2 separate regions of the Gossypium raimondii genome follow, and region 2 is linked to region 1. Evidence: chromatin contacts called from public Hi-C data. All regions are on one chromosome and are shown on one strand. The core of a region is the stretch at or near the end of the contact, and the rest is flanking DNA. Distances in the headings are between cores, read along the strand shown.

The links. Hi-C and Micro-C count contacts between places; a contact is called where the count stands out from the background.
Region 2: a contact with region 1 is called in a Hi-C map of leaf, with 3 times the contacts expected there. The contact joins the promoter of LOC105777456 here to the promoter of LOC105776754 in region 1. A contact is called at or near these places in 2 of 2 Hi-C or Micro-C datasets (both in leaf).

Annotation. Positions count from the first base shown.
Region 1 is chr10:41,831,175-41,835,741 of ASM2569854v1, forward strand. LOC105776754 reads right to left here and starts at 2,482. Exons shown (of 6, transcript XM_052621625.1): 1 at 766-2,482; 2 at 253-428; 3 at 1-39. The coding sequence starts at 1,566.
Region 2 is chr10:41,991,919-41,996,485 of ASM2569854v1, forward strand. It overlaps LOC105777456 (haloacid dehalogenase-like hydrolase domain-containing protein At2g33255), which reads right to left and starts at 2,288. Exons shown (of 6, transcript XM_052622730.1): 1 at 1,860-2,288; 2 at 869-905; 3 at 365-425; 4 at 130-264; 5 at 1-35. The coding sequence starts at 2,280.

The DNA.
Region 1 (4,567 bases), core at 1,232-3,731:
ATTTCCCAGAGGAAACTAGCATATGCTCCAAGGACATTGCTGGAAAACGAAAAAGAAATGAACAAATTAAACTTTATCTTCTGGATCTGGTCTGTTCAACAAATTCCAGTGGCTAAGTTTGTGTTACCCTAGCCTTTCTCAACAGCGAAATCAAGTTAGTAAACAGATATAGAAGAAAGATAGTAACTGTTTTGAGTTAGACCTTAGGTAACTTATTTTGAAGTGCCTGGCCAAGCATAGATAAGTACTGACCTATCTTGAGGAGAAGCTTGAACGGCACGCTCAAAGTAACTAAGGGCTCTATCTTTGTCATGGTGAAGATCCCATAATATTTTGGCATACTGCAAGAGAATCTCACAGTCTTCAGGATCTGCTAATGTTGCACGATGGTAATAGTCCTCTGCTCCTTGAAGATCTCCCTTAGACTGCTGGAAAAGATTCAATCGTGTTCCATAAAACTGTGTTGTATAAGCTATCTATGCTTTCTGAAGCAGGCTTCATGGTTATATGATCATCTACTATAAAATCTACTTTTGAGATTGATCTAAAATACACCTAAAAATGCTAAAACTTGACCATTTTTTGGTATCTTGATGATTAAAACTTGTTTAGCCACTTATTATTTGAGAAATATCAGCCACATGATTCATATATGAGCTATATTGAATTCACATCACATACATCAAACACGTTAGTTTAATCTACAGAAAAAATCTTGAATGGCCTAATTAGAACAGGAAAAAAATAGAGTTGAAATAGTCTCACCTGTAAAAATTTAGCATAATTCCTTAGGAACAGAGGATGACAAGGGTACTCGTCAACCAGCCTCTTATGAAACTCTTCTTGATCATCAACCTCATCAAGATCCATGTAACTTAAATCAACACCATCAGCCATGGCACCAAAGCCAGCACAATCAATTCCAAGACCAGTAGCAAGATACATGGGAGGACTAGGTGGCTCAAGTTCAACTTCTTCTTCATCATTATGAGAAACTCGAATTCGGTTCAATCTTTTTTTTTCCTCATCTCCTTCTTCTTCCTGAATTAACTCCATACACTTCTTCCGGAAGCTGAAATCTGGATTCCCTACAGCATCAATGTTCTCACCAATTGTAACTGTTCTCTCCAATGACTCCTCCCCTAGTTTTCCATCTTCAACCCCTTCATTGAATATCGAAAAAGATGGTGCACTATGCAACATTGTTATATGATGCCTATGAAAAGATCTCTTTGGTGTTCTGGGATCTAGAAACTGAGCTATATCACAAGATCTATAATCTAATCTTTCTATGCTACCTTCAGACTTGGCTCTTCGAAAGCCTTTAAGGCGAAAACCACCCGATTCTGGATTGAATTCAAACAACCCTGAAGCTGAATGAGACTCAGAAGATGAATTATGTGAAAAAGATGTCAAGTTGAGGCTTTCTTGACAATGGGAGTCGAGTTTTCCACCATGGTTGCCCTGAAGTAACCTGTAAGTAGCATCAAGATCTTTATTTGGACTATCGGTAAAAGGGAAGATAAGGGATCCAAAAACTGGGGTGGATGAGCTTCTTTGAAGCATTTCTTCAGGAACCTTAAGTACTAATCTGTATTTGCCTAAATGAGATTATAGAAGTCTGTGCCAGTGAGCTGGTGAACAGAAAAAAATATTAAAATAAACTCAAATTGATTTCCAACATTAATGACAAAGTAAAATAAACTCTCCCATATGTTTGTGCCTGCAATCTCAAGTATCCTTCAACTTTTCTTCATTTTTCTTCACTTCTTGCTCAAAACTCTCTTACCTTTATCATTTCAAAAAATACCCCAAGGGGGGAAAACTAGAATTGAGAATCAATTTGAGATTGAAGAAGAAATACTTCTTGCTCAAAACTCTCTTACCTTTTATCATTTCAAAAAATACCCCAAGGGGGGAAAACAAAAAAGCAGAACATATTTTTATCAGTTAAACTAGAATTGGTAGAGATTGAAGAAGAAAATTAACTTGGATTGATAACAAAGTCAAGTATAAACAAAGATGCACGTGATTCCTTTTTTGAGTAAAGGACTTAAAAGCATTCTCACATGAAGTTCACCTAATAATTTATTGTTTTTGACTTGCTTTGTTTTTAATGATTCTGAAACTGGAAAAAGCAACTAAACCAACTGCCAATCTTATCTGATCAATTCTTAGTGAACTTGTAGTCTAGAGAATGGATGCTAAACCAAGTCAAGAAATTAAAAAAGAAAAGAACCCCATTGAATAACTATGTATATAAAAAAATTCAACATTCCTAATTTACTATATTTCTTACACTAAAAAGACAAATGCTAGAAAGGGGAAAAGAAAAGAAAGATAAGATGAGAGTAATGGGAAAGAGATGATAACCCCAAAGGCAATACGGTTGAAATTGGCGTTATTTTTAGTAAGGTAAGGTGAGCCACCCGAATTTCGGCTCTGATTTTAGAGGTTGGATTTGCCACAGAAAACTGTGACACTAATTTCTTGGGACTATAAATCTCTAACTATCTATTTTATATAAAAATACATATGGAAAGCTTGCTGGAGCCAGCCAGGTGGTCAATTAGATGACAGGTGGGGGTATATTCAAAACCTTGGAGAATTATATTTTTTTATTATTGTTATTTATTTTAATAAGGTGAGTGGTATTCGAAACCTAAATTTAATGCAAATTGTTGACACCATTTTTTTGTATAAAACGGGTCGATTTGGGTTTTGAAAACAAAAACGAATATGGGAGTCGCCACCAATCTTTTTTAATGAGGTGTGATCGGGTCACTTTGAAAACGATTGTTTTTAATAAAAAATTTAGATTTATTAAAATAATGCTTTTGGACTGCGAAATTCAGAAAAATAGGTTCGGGAGTCGGTTACGTACGAGGAAGGATTAACACCCTCGTAACGCCCAAAAATTGGTACCTGGTTGATTAATTGGTGTCTTAGTGTCGAAGATTGAAAACTTTGAAGAGTTTTAAAAATACGATCCTTAAAAAAAAAACTCGAATAACATAAATTGAAATTTAAGATTCTCTTGTTCCGAAGGAATATCACATCCAGCACGTTAGGACACGATACTCTAAACCATCGAAACCTAGATCACCTTATGGTTTCAAAAACCCATACTTTGAAGTTTTAAAAGGATTTTTGGCTATTTGGTCAAACGAGAAATCGAAACTCAGCACGTTAGGGCATGCTTTCTTGAATTTCCAAACGCAAAATATTGCCTCGTTTAGAAAATCTTTTTTACTCTTCCTGAATATAACACTTAAAAACGTACATTTATTTTGTTTGGGAGTAAAACGAGATAGGTTATATCGAACGAAAACGTTGAAACATCCATGATGCAATGACATGAAATAAAATATGGTAGCGTGCACGAGACAATAATACATGAATACAATACCATGCAAGTGAACGCCAATAATATGAAAACGAATAAACGAATTAAATTATACACAAAGGTAATAATCTCACAACATTCATTATTTAAATTCAAACATCGATAAATAAAGACCAATAAATTAAACAATAATTTAGAAGGTATAAAGCAAATTAAAACCAAATAAAATGCAAAAACATATTTAAAATAATAATGATGAGTTTAAAATATATAATGCAAACAAAGAAATTTAAGGTTAATAATATAAAAAAAAGATATATATATATATATAAATAAAAGATAAAACAAATAATGTATATATATAAAAGTATAAGATAAGTAATGTGAAGGAAAAATCTTCGAAACGGAAAAAAACAAATAAAACATTTTTAATAAATAATTTGCGTTTAAAAGAGGTATAAAACAATTTTAAATAATAAAATAAATTTAACTAAATAATACATAAAATGAACTCAAAATAAAGATAAAATGACGATTTAAAAGGAAATTGTAGAAAGCAATTTATAATATTTGACATGTATAATACATCTTATCATAAAAGATAAATAATAATAATAAATAATTTATTAAAGCAAGTCAGTATCTTATATAAAAAAATTGAAATGTAATATAGGAAAAGATAAATAAATATCAATAAATAAATAAAAAGAAAACAGTAAAAGTTCAACCTTTAAAAAACCTCTGTTCTGCCTTTTATTTCTTAAGTGCGTGTAAAAAAAAAATACAAAGGTTATATTCAGGCTTTTATAGCCGAAAAAAATGTCTTCTCCTTCTTCTTTAATGTCCATCTTTTTTGATTGCCCGCATGCCTTTTTACTGTTGTTGTATTTAATTTTCGCAGGTGTCAGACGCGTGGACGACCGGTGATAGGCGAGTCTCGAGCGGTGGCGGCGTAGATGGAGCGGCGGCAGGGCAGACCTAGGTGCGGCGCACCTAGGGTTTCCTGTGGCTGAAATTTTTTTTAAGTTTTGTGGGCTAGGGTTTTTCTAATTTTTGGGCCTATTGGGTTTGGGCTTGTAGTTTTTGGGTTTAAATTTGCTGAAAACGGACTGCTTTTGTTTTTATTATTTGGGTTATTTTGTTGGTATGGGCCCGGGCAAAAATGGGCTCTTACACAAATCATTTAGTTTATTATTGTTATTATTATGAAGAAAATCACTT
Region 2 (4,567 bases), core at 1,038-3,537, 160 kb after region 1:
CATGTTAATGCTCCTGCATTTTTCCCACAAGCCACCTGCAAATACATGTCGTATGAAGATAATAAATGAGATGGATAATCAGTTTTTTCTTCATTATTTAGTATCCTTGCTTTTGAAGAGAACACTCACATCATCTTTAAGACTATCACCAACCATCATGACTTCATTTGGTTGAACGTCCCAAGTCGAACATATATGAAGCAGAGGAGCAGGGCTCGGTTTATAAGGACGAAACTCTCGGCTTAGAGCCGGAGAAAACATCATCTGAAAACTATGAATGTTAGATTAACATTCATTTGTCTCCCAATCTAACCAAAAAAAAAAAAAGCTCAGAATGGTTCAGTTCATGCTTCAGATAACTTACTCCGAATCGTTGATGAAACAGATCAACTGCATCTTTGACATTGCGAGTGATTAGTCCCCTTCTGAAATAAATGGAAGCAACTAAGGTTAGCATCTAAAAACACCACCATGAAAAAAAGAAAGGTTGACAGATTAAAATCCTAAGTACTACAGAAAAATTAAACACAGCAAACCAAAATGCTATTTATAGCTATAGTGGTTGGTCCAACCTATTGTGTTTCAACTCTTCAATTTTCTTTAAGTACTTGTGCTTGGACATGGATATGGAGATACGATTATCTCTAAGAATCCTCCAAACACAAAGAGGATCTTAGAAAAAGAATATACCCATGTTGGATACATACTTGTATCGGGCACTCGTACCTAAGTCCAAATAATAGGGAGCCCAACAGTCAAGCCACATGGAGCATACATGGAAGCTCAGTGATCTGGTGCGAGGCAATAACTATAATACCAATAGGTATCTTAATATGAAAAATAGATAATTGTAGGAGCAAAAATTGACCGTATTTTCTTTGCATCAAGAAACCCACAGAGTTCAGCTGCACCTACAACATTATCAACCAAATGTCACAAGCTTAAATTGGTTAGCATGTAAAATGGAAAATAAATGAAGCTCTTCAGCTGAAAGATAGAGAACTGCGGTTGCTAAATCTCAACTTAAAAGGAGAGAGCCCCAGCAAGCACAAAGGCAAAATCCAAGACAAACATCAAATGAAAATAAATCAATGGAAACCTCATATGAAAATGCTCCCAAATGTTTGCTACGTTGTAACTATTGGGAAACTATGAAAGATATCTACATTTGCCCAAAAACAAAGCATATGAAGTTGCTAGCTAATGATATTCTTAAACCCAAGTTTTTCACAGTTATTTTAATTGTTGTGTTCACAAATACATTGAGTGATGAAAAGAAAAGCAAGTTTTTCAGATTTCATCAATAAAATTCAGAGTACAATTCTCTCCATTGACATTCTTTCAATCTTCTTTAATCTTCTTGAAGGATACATGAATTTCAACACTCTGCAACTGAACAATCCATCAGCTAATTTTACCTTAAACCCCACAAACATAAGTACATTTTCCAAATAATAATGGACAGATATTCATGTTCTATAATTGATACCAACTAATTCAATGAAACACAAAACAAGAAACCACACTGCATATCCATATTACATGGACTCAGATTGATTGTCAAACAAGGATGAGTTCAAAATAAAAATGGGTATTCTTGTTTACTTTTTAAATGTTTCCATATGTTCAAAAAAAATATTATATATTAACAAAATTGTGTATATTTGTGTGTATTCGAGTATGTACGAAAGAAGCAGATTTCCTCTTCAAAAGGGTATCCTTGCATTTTAATCCTATTCAAGTATATAACTTGAAAACTGAACTTGAAAGTGACAGAACCAAATCATCAAACAAAATCAAATAATAATTAACATGACCCTGACATTTCCCTTTCACTTTAATAGCCACCAAAAACTAACCAGGCATGATTTGGAGGCGATCAAGGCCCTGTTTTTCGAAATCAGCAATAATCTTGTAAGCTTCTTGCTGCTTTTCGGGACTCCAACTCTCAATGTGGTGCAAGATATCAATCCCAGAGGGGTTTTCAGCTTTGATTCGCTTGTACTCGACGTCTCCGAGGACAGCCTTGTACATTGCGGCGAAGTCGATGACAGGGACGGTGAGGGTGCCATCCATATCGAAAACGACGCCGCGGAGGCGGGATTTGGCTGCTGCGACAGTGGACATGGGAAAAAGAAGGGATTTGGGGGGCAAGCGGAGGAAGGATTTGGAGAGAAATGAAGGCATTCGAGATTGAGAGAAGGATGGATTTTGGAGGCTATTTATGGGATTGAGGCTTTGGGGGTTTCTGGATTTTGGTGGGCGATTGATGTGAATCATCAGTCATCAATGTGTGGCGGTGAAATTATTAGCTCTAAATAAAAGCCACAAAAAAAATAGAGGCGAAAATAGTGTGAAACGGCACAGCGTATAGGACAAAACGACTTGCAGAAAAGAACCAAAACCTTAAACTACGCAAAGTGCTCTTCTGTTACCGTTTTTTCAGCAGCCGAAACTAGAGCTCTGCAAACATGTCTGGCCTCGCAAATAACAGCGACAAGAAGAATTTCTTCCATTTTCAAAGAGGAGAAACCACAAGAGAGAGTTTTAATTTCTATTTGTTCAGTTGTGTCATTGTTTATGCTACCTCGTTGATTATAATGAAGGCAAGTTTTCTTTCCCTTGGAGAGATTGATGAAGCTGATTACGGTTTAGAAAAGAAGAGAATCAAAGAAGCAACTTAGATTATGGTTTGCAGGCATGAACTGTTTGCTATGCGTTTAAAAAGACTAACTCAATTCAATACTGCATTGACATGTTTTTCATGTACTCCTTATGCTTTCATAATAATTGAAGATGAAAGATGCAACTTTCTAAAATAAGAGTAATGTCCGCATGGGATGATAATATCATCTTCGTCTACTGTAATAATACTTTTATTATGAATTCTATAGATGCAGGGTTGAAGATCAAGATTCCTATCTGTATTATACTTAACAATAGTTTTCTGTACACCAATTGCAGCTTTGCATCATATTTCCTCCACCCATATGCAGCAGCGAGTTGGGTTGAAGGTTTGTTTCCTCGACAGTGTCATTACACACTTGTTTGTACATAGCCTGGACTGAAGATGTTGGTCTTTTTCTAAGTTTCAATAATTTAGCGTTTGGTAGTTGGCCTACGTGCTTTACAAGTGCATTGCCTTCATATGCAGAAAAGCATCAAAGGATTTCCCTTAGAGAACTCGTACTTGCATGTCAAATAGACAAGATGTCAAGGAAGGACTCCCAGGTAATTAAAAATTTAACGACTTAGCTGCCTTACAAGTCATTGGATAAATGACAGTTGTACTATACTTTTGAAGTATTACAGAATGATAATTCAATGGAAACGATTCCAAGAAATGAGCTCAATTCATTGTACTCGCTACTTTTTTAACAATTTTCTTTGTATAAAGCGTTCTTTTGTTTAGTTAAGGAGATGTTACAATATAATAAAACGAGATGTGGTGATAGAGAGGAAAATTAGAGTAGATTTTGGAAAATAAGTGTTGTGTCATGTATTGGTGATGGAGGGGCTAAAAAAAATGAGAGTTACATGGTTATTTTGATTGTAAAAAAGAAAGGTTTAGCATATTCAGTTTGCCCAAAAAATCAGAAAAAGTCTCTTAAGTGCAACTTTGGATCTTCTATTTCTATTTATAGTCTTTGCAAATTAATTATCTCAAAGAATGGTCCAATTATATATGTTTATCGGGTTGATTAAATAATAATTTAAAAACTTTAAATTAATTCTCAAGTCATTTCTATACTTGTGAGAAAACATGTTCGTGAATGCGATTTATTTCTCTAACTTCATTATTTTCATTCATTTTTGTCATTTGGTTCTACATGCAATTCATTTCTGGATTCAACGAGCCAGCGAAGGGACCAATTGGACATATATAATTAGGGCTCAAATAATTCATAATTAAGTTTCAGCCTTTTGCCTATTAATTATAAACTTATTTAGTTATAAAGTCATTCTACTATAGTATCGTGATTGAGCTCTCTATAATTACATACCATTACAAAAACTACTTAATAAGTGTTCATCTAATGACACTGTCATAAGTGCGTTACCCTCATAGGATATTCTTAATCTCTTTGGGATAACTTTGTTCTCCCAATATGATCCTATTTTATCTTATGATAACAATTATATTTTCCTTCATGAAAAGTCAATTACTATAAGATAGTAATTAAGTCATTTATCATAAAGACAAACTACTCATGGTTGCGTTTGCTTTTCATCTATTTTGTAATGTCGATAAGATGATGTCATTTACCCATTAGTTAGGTTATGAATTTCACTATTGTAAATGATTCTACATACTGTAAAAGTCATATGCTCAATGCATCAACTTTCGATTTCTCATCTATTTGAACTCGGGCTTTTACTTACATCAAAGTATATATATGAGTCACACATACATAGTCTATCATCCACTTAAGATTAAGGTATGTCACACTATGAATGTCATAAGTGAATAAATCCATAAACAGATCTAGGATCCATCCTACTTAGGTCCTGTCTGATGTACTATAAGTCTAATCAATCACATCTATATTCTTATATTCTGGGAGTC